Regions from separate parts of the Hordeum vulgare genome. Here region 1 is linked to region 2. Evidence: chromatin contacts called from public Hi-C data. All regions are on one chromosome and are shown on one strand. Each heading gives the region's core, a stretch centred on a gene start, on an enhancer-like site or on the middle of the called end of the contact. The rest is flanking DNA. Distances are from core to core; before and after follow the strand shown.

Region 1 (4,070 bases), core at 614-3,113, 240 kb before region 2:
CGTTGTCGAGTCCATGGCGGACAAAAGTTTTTACCCGGAACGCAGACACGGAGAGGAGCTCCATGACGACGTCTTCAAGAAGAAAGCGGTGTCATCGTCGACGACAAAGCGCAAAGCTTTCGCTCGCAACTCCCACATGCCACCGAGGTCTTTAGGATAAGCGTAACGAGTTCAGCTCCCCAGATCTGGATCGGAGTGACACCACTGCCAAAGACAGAGAGCACGCCCGAGCCGCCCACCGTTGTACATGTCGTCGCCCACACGACCAATAGACATAGCCACCGCCGCCGCCGCCATGGTGTTCACTGGAGAGCTAACCATGCAGACCACCTTCCAGGGTCGCCGCCCCGACATCCATGCCACGAGATATCGTGAACCGCCCGCTTCACATAGCACAAACCATGGCAGGAAAAGCCCAGCATCAGCCACCGAGGCAGGGTCAACGCCACCACCGTAGGGGCGCCAACGCCTGCAATCCCCTCCAATGGACTGGTGGGGGGGCATTACCCAGCGACTGCCGACGGCTATCGTCGAGTAATCAGCTCCGACGATGGTAAGTCTGCGGCCTGAAGCACCGATCCTATTGCCGGGTCAACATTGTCCCAACCACCACCTCCATGGACCTTCACCGACGCCACAACATGAGGACGCCTGCACATCAGAACCACAAGGTCCCACCTTGGCTTGGCCGGAGACGACCCAGAGCCGAGCAATCTGACCCCAAGGTGACACCGCGCCAGAACTCGCACAAGGAGCAACCAAGCCCGAGCAGAAGAACCACGTAAAACTCCTGCCCTGAAGGCAAGTCTGCCTCGCCGGTACACTGCCGGCAACCGCACCCGCAACAGGAGGCTTCCGCCCCAACAAATGGGACCGCTGATGACAGCCGGCAACCCCGGTCGCCGAGCAGTCGCTCCGGTGCCCCCGCTCCCCATCGGCTCCCCAAAGAAGACCCTTCACTGCCGTCCACAGCCAAGGTCACCACCAACCGAACCCTGGCCCGCCTTCACGCCCGCTTGAAGAGCTGCAGCACCACCGCAGGCCGCCAGCGAGACTACCGTAGGTGGCTCACCACGGCCAGCAGGCCCTCGACAAGCCAGCCCAGCACGGACGAGGCGAAGCGCCTCCACCCCCCGCGTCATCCAGATCGGGTCGACCGGGAGCCGGAGCTGCCGCCGCCAACCCTAAAACGCACCACCACCACCGTTCAGCCATCGACGCCACATAGCCGCGACCCCCAGCACCGCCGCCGGTCGCCACCGCCGCGCCGCCGCGTCCTGCACCAGGCCGCGCTCCGGCTTGGCTAGAGCGGCCTGCGCCGAAACCCCCCCCCCCCCACACCACCACCACCACGACGCGAGAGGAAGAGGGTGCCCCGCGCACACCGGCGACGGCGAGGAGAGAAGAGGGAGAGGACAAGGGCCGCGGGCTGGCGGCGGGTAGGGCCCCTCCCCTGCCGCCCGCGGGAGGGGAGGGGAGGAGAAAGCGCCCTGGTGGCCTCGTCGTTAGAAAAGTAGAGGGCGGGAAGAGGGCCTCGTCGTCCCTAACCATGGCCAACGCGAGTGAGGCCGGCTGCTTCCTCTCGTTGCTGCTCCAAGAAGGTGGCCCTCTTCGCCGCCGTCAGCGCTCGAGGAAGGCTTAGTCGTTGCCGCTCAGACCGCAAGACCCCTGCTGCCGCCACTCTGCAGGCTGGCCCCAACCAGCAGGCCATCTCCTCTTCCGAAGCTCTCTACTCCTTTGTCTCCGGTGAGATTTTCTTCCAAAGTTTGTGAGAAGAAAGGTCATCAGGCGGTGAAGGGTGAAGATAAGGTTGAGCGGGAACATACGGGAAACCGGGCCCAGCCAGGATGGGCGACGGTGGGCTTCGTGCTAGGCACCCTTCCGTTTCCATACTTTGAGTTCGTTGTATTACTTCCTCGGTCTTAAAAATAAGACACTTATTTCAAAACGGAGGAAGTATTATTTATGGCTTGACATATATATAGACGAGAAGTAATCACTGTAACGCAGATCAATCTTCCTTAATAATAAAACACGCATCGTTTCTAACGTCCGTCGTGGCATTTTTGCAAAAAACATCCCTGTAGTTTCATCTAATTAACCCGCGGTACGTTTTTAAGTGAGGCTAAACCATTTTTTTCACATTTTACACAAAACCCCCTTACTTTCGTGCTAAATAACCCGCAGTCCAAATTATATTCAGAACGAATCGTTTTTTAAATTTTTTACATACACCCCTCACATATGCGTTAATAACCTCGAAGTCCATTCAGAATAAATATGTATTTTCAAATAACAATATCTTTTAAACCGTAAATCCAATTTAAACATGTTATATATGAAACTTGATTAGAAAAATGTGTAGAGTTTGAATATGTTGTTATTTTACATATTAAATATTTAAAAAAATACTATTTAGGATACAATGCTAATCAATATTTGTCTTTATTTCGTACCGACTATTTGTATTGTAACATGTTAACTTAAGCATCAATATTTGGGAAATGTTATAATCTTTGGACATGATATACTTGCATTAGGTTCTTTCTTTGTACATATTTTATAATCTAAGACCTTACGTACGTGCCTTTTTTTGACAGTATCCACACGCGTTTTTACCAATGGGCTACATTTTTTTATTTTTCTCCCGTTGCAACGCACGGGCATTTGTGCTAGTCAGTAATAAAGATAGTCTTATCCCTACTTCCTCTCTTTTATCTACCTTTTTATGTGATCAACTACAACGCTCGCTACGCTCTGTAACCTTGGGTCAAAATCGTCGGCAGAAATTGCGTAACACATTTTCATCGAGCCTGCGTCAAGCCTACCTCAAGCAGGCTCTCATCAATCCCACGGAGGTATAGGATCAGATCACTTCTTCTTGCAAAAATGAATTCCTTATGTTATCACAATTTCATTTTTGCGATTAGTTTATTCTTCGGATCAAGTTTATCTATGTTGTGGATTTTTCTTGCGAGATCGCGGCCGACTAGATGCCGCTGGCACAATGTTGATCGGTCTTGCACAACGAGAAACTTGTTGATTACACTATAAGGAGACGGTGGTTAGACGTACTCCAGATAAGCACGACACCGCCGCGATGTACTGAATGTACATGCGTCGTGATGTCCCAATGACGCACGATCTGTCTTGTCCTCAATAGCTACACTAACTGTCGGTGTTTACTCACGACATCAGCCATGGCTAGGCTAAACATGAGTGGTGGAAACCGTAAGGACACCGGCGGGCTCCAGGAACGGGACTGGTACAAGCGAGGGATGCATGATGTACCCAGGTTCAGGGCTCTCCGTAGAGATAACACCCCTAGTCCTGCCGGAATGGTTGATGCACCAAAGGGATTATAGTGTGCTCCTTGAGTTGTTCGACGGAGGAGGAAGAAGGAGTTGCCGGCTCGCGTCTACCTCTCCTGTATGGGTGTGTGTGTGAGCAGTTGACCGACCCTCTGCATGGAGGGGGGTCGGGGAGTTTTATAGACAAACCCACCGACCTACAATATGGATAAAAGTACGAAAGAGGGGCCCGCCTAGAAGCCTCGCTGGCTGAGCAAGGGACCCACAGTAGTCTGGTCTTGTCGTTGGAGGGGCCCGCCGGCTGCGAGGTCCCATCTGGCCATGGGATTCGCCGGCGAGCCAATGGAGTTCTCGCGTAAGGCCGACGCAGGACATGTGTAGTACGTCCGGCGTCGTATTGTGAGATTCGTCATGGGTCGTGAGTATGGCCGTCTCCACTATTACCACACCAAGCTTGGTAATGGAGTGGGTGCTGATGGGCCTATACTGTGCTGGTTTGATGGATCGGAGTCGGCCTAGGTCAGCGGCATGGCCGCTGACATTGTATCTGTCGTGCGCCCCAATCTTGTACATGTGCTGACGCGTATCCACCTTTATTCGTAGAGTCTAGTCCCAGCCTAGGTTTGGATGTGACTAGGGCTTCCTAGCCGGCTAGCGGCCTCGCTAGCCGGCCTTGAAGTTGTTGTCCCGCTCCTAGCCGGCAAGCGCTTCCCAGTCGGCCAGGAGGGAGTGTCGTCTCGTCCCTAGCCGGCGAGAGCT
Region 2 (4,064 bases), core at 1,528-4,027:
AGGGGAACGGGGGGAACCCTAGGCGCAGGGGAGGCCCAAGGCCCACCTAGGGCGCGCCCCCCCTTTCCCTGCCCTGGCCGCTACCCCCGCCCATCTGGTGGCTTCCGCACCACCTAGGGGGGAACCCTAGGGGTGGCGCACCCCCTCCCCCTCCTCCTATAAATAGAGAGGGGTTTTGGCCCTTGGGAGATAGACTTCTCCCTCTCCCTCGGCGCAACCCTGCCCTTCTTTCTCCTCCTCTCTGCCGATGCTTGGCGAAGCCGTGCAGGAGACCTCGTCTCTCCATCGACACCACACCGTCATGCTGCTGGAGTTCTTCCCCAACCTCTCCCTCCTCCTTGCTGGATCAAGCTGCAGGAGACGTCACCGGGCTACACGTGTGTTGAATGCGGAGGTGCCGTAGTTCGGCACTAGATCGGAATCACACCGCGATCTGAATCGCCGCGAGTACGACTCCATCAACCGCGTTCTAGTAACGCTTCCGCTTAGCGATCTTCAAAGGTATGAAGATGCTCTTACCCCTCTCTCGTTGCTGGCCTCTCCATAGGAAGATCTGAATATGCGTAGGAAAATTTTGAATTTATGCTACGTTACCCAACACAAACAAGGTTGGGCAATCTCCACAACTTAATTGGAGGCTCCCAACAACACCATGGAGCTTCACCACAATTGAATATGGCTTCGAGGTAACCTCAAATGCTCGGGGCAATCTCCATAACCTAATTGGAGACCCCGAAGCTTGCCCGGAGCTTTACACCACAATGATTGAGATCCAAGGCACCACGAAGCTTCTAGGACGCCAAAGCATCCACGAGGAACAATTTCTAGGGTACCAATTACCCAAGGGTAATAATCTTCTCAAACTTTTCACTTCCACGTATCACCGTGGAGAATTCAAACCTATGCACCAAATGCAATGGCAAGGGCACACGGAGTGCCCAAGTCCTTCACTCCCAAATCCCTCCACAACAACTAATGCTATTGAAGAAAAATAGAGGAAGAGCGAAGAAGAACATGAAGAAATCCAAGATCTAGATCCTAGGGGTTCCCCTCACATAGAGGAGAAAGTGATTGGTGGAAATGTGGATCTAGATCTCCTCTCTCTTTTCCCTCAAGAACTACCAAGAATCATTGAAGGGATTGAGAGTTAGCAAGCTCAAAGAAGGTCAACAATGGGGAGCAAAAACGAGCTCAACGGATAGAAAACCATTGGGGAAGAAGACCCCCTTTTATAAGGGGGGAATGAGTCTGTCCTTTACCCACCCCCTCAGCACGAGCGAGAGCGGTATTACCGCTCCAGGGAGCGGTACTACCGATGATAAGAGGCAGTACCGCTCAGGGGAGTGGTACTACCGCTCAAGCAGAGGGAGGCCAAGCCAAAGACGAGGTAGGGAAGCTAGTACCTCCCGGAGCGGTGGGCGGTACTACCGCCCAGTACTACCGCAAAGTCCGACCACAAAAGTGTTTGCACTTCCGAGCAGCGGTACAACCCAGCGGTACCAGCAGAGCGGTACTACCGCCGGCCAGGGCGGTACGACCAGTGATAAGAGGTGGAGCGGTACTACCAGTGATAAGAGGTGGAGCGGTAATACCGATTGGAAGAGAGAACCTGTCCAGAACTGCCATAACTTTCGCATACGAGCTCCGAAATGACCAAACTCAAGCTTGTTGGATTCAGGAAATCTTAAGAACATGCAGCTATGAAAATTTCAATGATATAGAGATGTGAAACCTCTATGAATGAAGAATTGACAAAAACTCCAACATAAAAAACATCATAGAAGATGCATATGAACTCCGTTTTTGATGAACTTGAGCTTGTCATAAAGATGATCATAAGCTCTAAAACTCACGAAGAGAAACACCAAACAAGAACCAAGAAAGATGATGCACAAATGGTTTGAGCTCTCAATGAACGATACGATCAAGCTACTCACTTGAGAGCCCCCCTTGACAGTACGACAATCTATCCTAAAATAGAAAACCTATCAAGGGCAAACCTATACCTTGAACATAGTCCACTTGAGCTAGATGTTGACGATGTTGACTTCCTCAAGATGAACCACCTTTCTTGATTGCGCTGGCTCGATGAAGACTTAAATTCCTCCCCCATACCCCACTATGGGTGAGCCACTATTGAGCACATCTTCACAAGTCCATTGCCACCACAAAGGACGGCAAGCTTCAAGCAAGATATTGCCATGATGCTCCACTTGAACTTGCACACCGCAATCTTGACGACGATCACCACTTGACGTCATCCTCCATAGGTTGTATGAGATCTTTCTCTTGACTCAAGCCCATGAAAACACATCTAACCCCAGATAGAACTCTTACGAAAATCATGGGTTAATGCACAAAGCGTAATGGACAACGCTAGACTGTATATGCGACTATTTGAACGTGTCAACTTAAAAAAACAATATAGAGCCATGTAACTAGCGTTGGTTGGATGCCGTATTTTTGTCGTGAACTGGTTCTTCGATGTCTGCGACAGATATGGGTAAAAATTTACGGGTTAAGATGTCTTTTCAATATAAATTATTGCAATTTGAATATTGCAATATCAGTGAATTACAAATACAAAAGTTCATTTAAGTGAAAAACAGTTATACTCTTTAAAAAAATATAGATGCAGCTATACCATATATGAGCTATACTCTTGATTGACCATGGAATAAAACCGTGCGCTGCGGGCTGCCGATCCTTTTACGTATCCGTCGTCGGTCGCGCGCCCAAATAAAACAGTTTGGACTACTACTGGTACAATCTCGCTTCTGTTGCGTGTGTAACTGCCAACTGCCCTCGACCCGCCGCTTCCGTCCCCCCGTCCCCCGCCGAGTCCCGACCGACGGAGATGGCGGTCCCGGGAGGAGGAGCCGCCGCCGCCGCGCTCGCCCTGACCCTCCTACTCCGCTACTGCGTTCCCGGCGGGGCCTACGGCTCCCCGGCGTCCTCCACCCTCCGCCACGCCGTGCCGCGCGGCGACGCCGGCGGCGGACTCTGCGGGCAGCTGCTCCTACCACTGGGCTACCCGTGCACCGAGCACACCGTACGTACGTTGCCTGCTGCTAGTATATGTAGTACTACTACACATCCTCCTCTACCTTCATCCTTCCTCTCGGTTCCTCCACTGGTGATTATTCTCGTGCCGATTTCGACCATGTCCCCCAGCGAAGCCAAGGGAAGGGGAGGTTTGTTTACTCGTTGACTTATCCGTATGGTGTTGGGCCATGATTGTGTCTATCCGGATGGTAATCGAACGAACAGCTAGCCTAGCAACCAAAGTAGATCGGGGAGAACCGAATTGTTATGTGTCCGTATGTAGGTAGCCATTTTTCTTTGAACTGTACGTAGGTAGGCTTGCACTTGCGTGCATTCATGCGGCAGTGTCCTTCTGTTTTCTTGCCAGGTGAAGATGAAATGGTTGAGAGATACTGTTCCTGTTCCAAGGGAAGAAAATGCAATCGACGTAGAAAATAAGTAATTAATGTAAGAGTGTGTCTCAAGTGAACTGGGATAGCAATTACTTGTGTCATGGAGCTCCTTTACTCTCAGGCAAAGTAGTCCATAACCTTTGTTTCAACTCCAAGCAAAAGACAAGCTTACTGGCAGACGGTGCTTACACTCCTTTACTTCGATTCCTAGTTTCAGGGCACAACTCTACGACAGGCATTGTCACATCCATCTTGAACCCAACATACTTCCGTTAGAACTGACCCGTGACAGATGATGCTGACTTGTTGACACCATTTACGGTGCAAATGCCTGGTTGCGAGTTCATTTGTTTAGCACAGATATCTTGCAAAACTTTAACAAACTATTGACAAATCAGTGACTGCACAATCATCCTGGTATCACATGGCACATGCTGGTGGCGCTTCTGCCCACAGTGACGGCAGAGTGAAGAAAGAGAGCTTTTGATGTTTTAATTCAAAACACTATTAATATCTTGCAGTGAAAGCTTGTCGCTGGTCACAACTAATGTGTTGTTATGTGTATTTAGATCAATTATCTTGAAGGAAATTTATCAAACACCATGGAACTTTTCTTGAAACTTAATG

The links. A called contact is a pair of places that touch in the nucleus more often than the background predicts.
Region 1: a Hi-C map of leaf shows a contact between it and region 2, with 4 times the contacts expected there. The contact joins the promoter of LOC123452430 here to the promoter of LOC123397762 in region 2. A contact is called at or near these places in 4 of 6 Hi-C or Micro-C datasets (leaf and seedling).

Annotation. Positions count from the first base shown.
Region 1 is chr5H:344,967,569-344,971,638 of MorexV3_pseudomolecules_assembly, reverse strand. It overlaps LOC123452430, which reads right to left and starts at 1,863. Exons shown (of 6, transcript XM_045129076.1): 1 at 1,549-1,863. The coding sequence starts at 1,711.
Region 2 is chr5H:344,729,094-344,733,157 of MorexV3_pseudomolecules_assembly, reverse strand. It overlaps LOC123397762 (triacylglycerol lipase 1), which reads left to right and starts at 2,777. Exons shown (of 9, transcript XM_045092295.1): 1 at 2,777-3,052. The coding sequence starts at 2,858.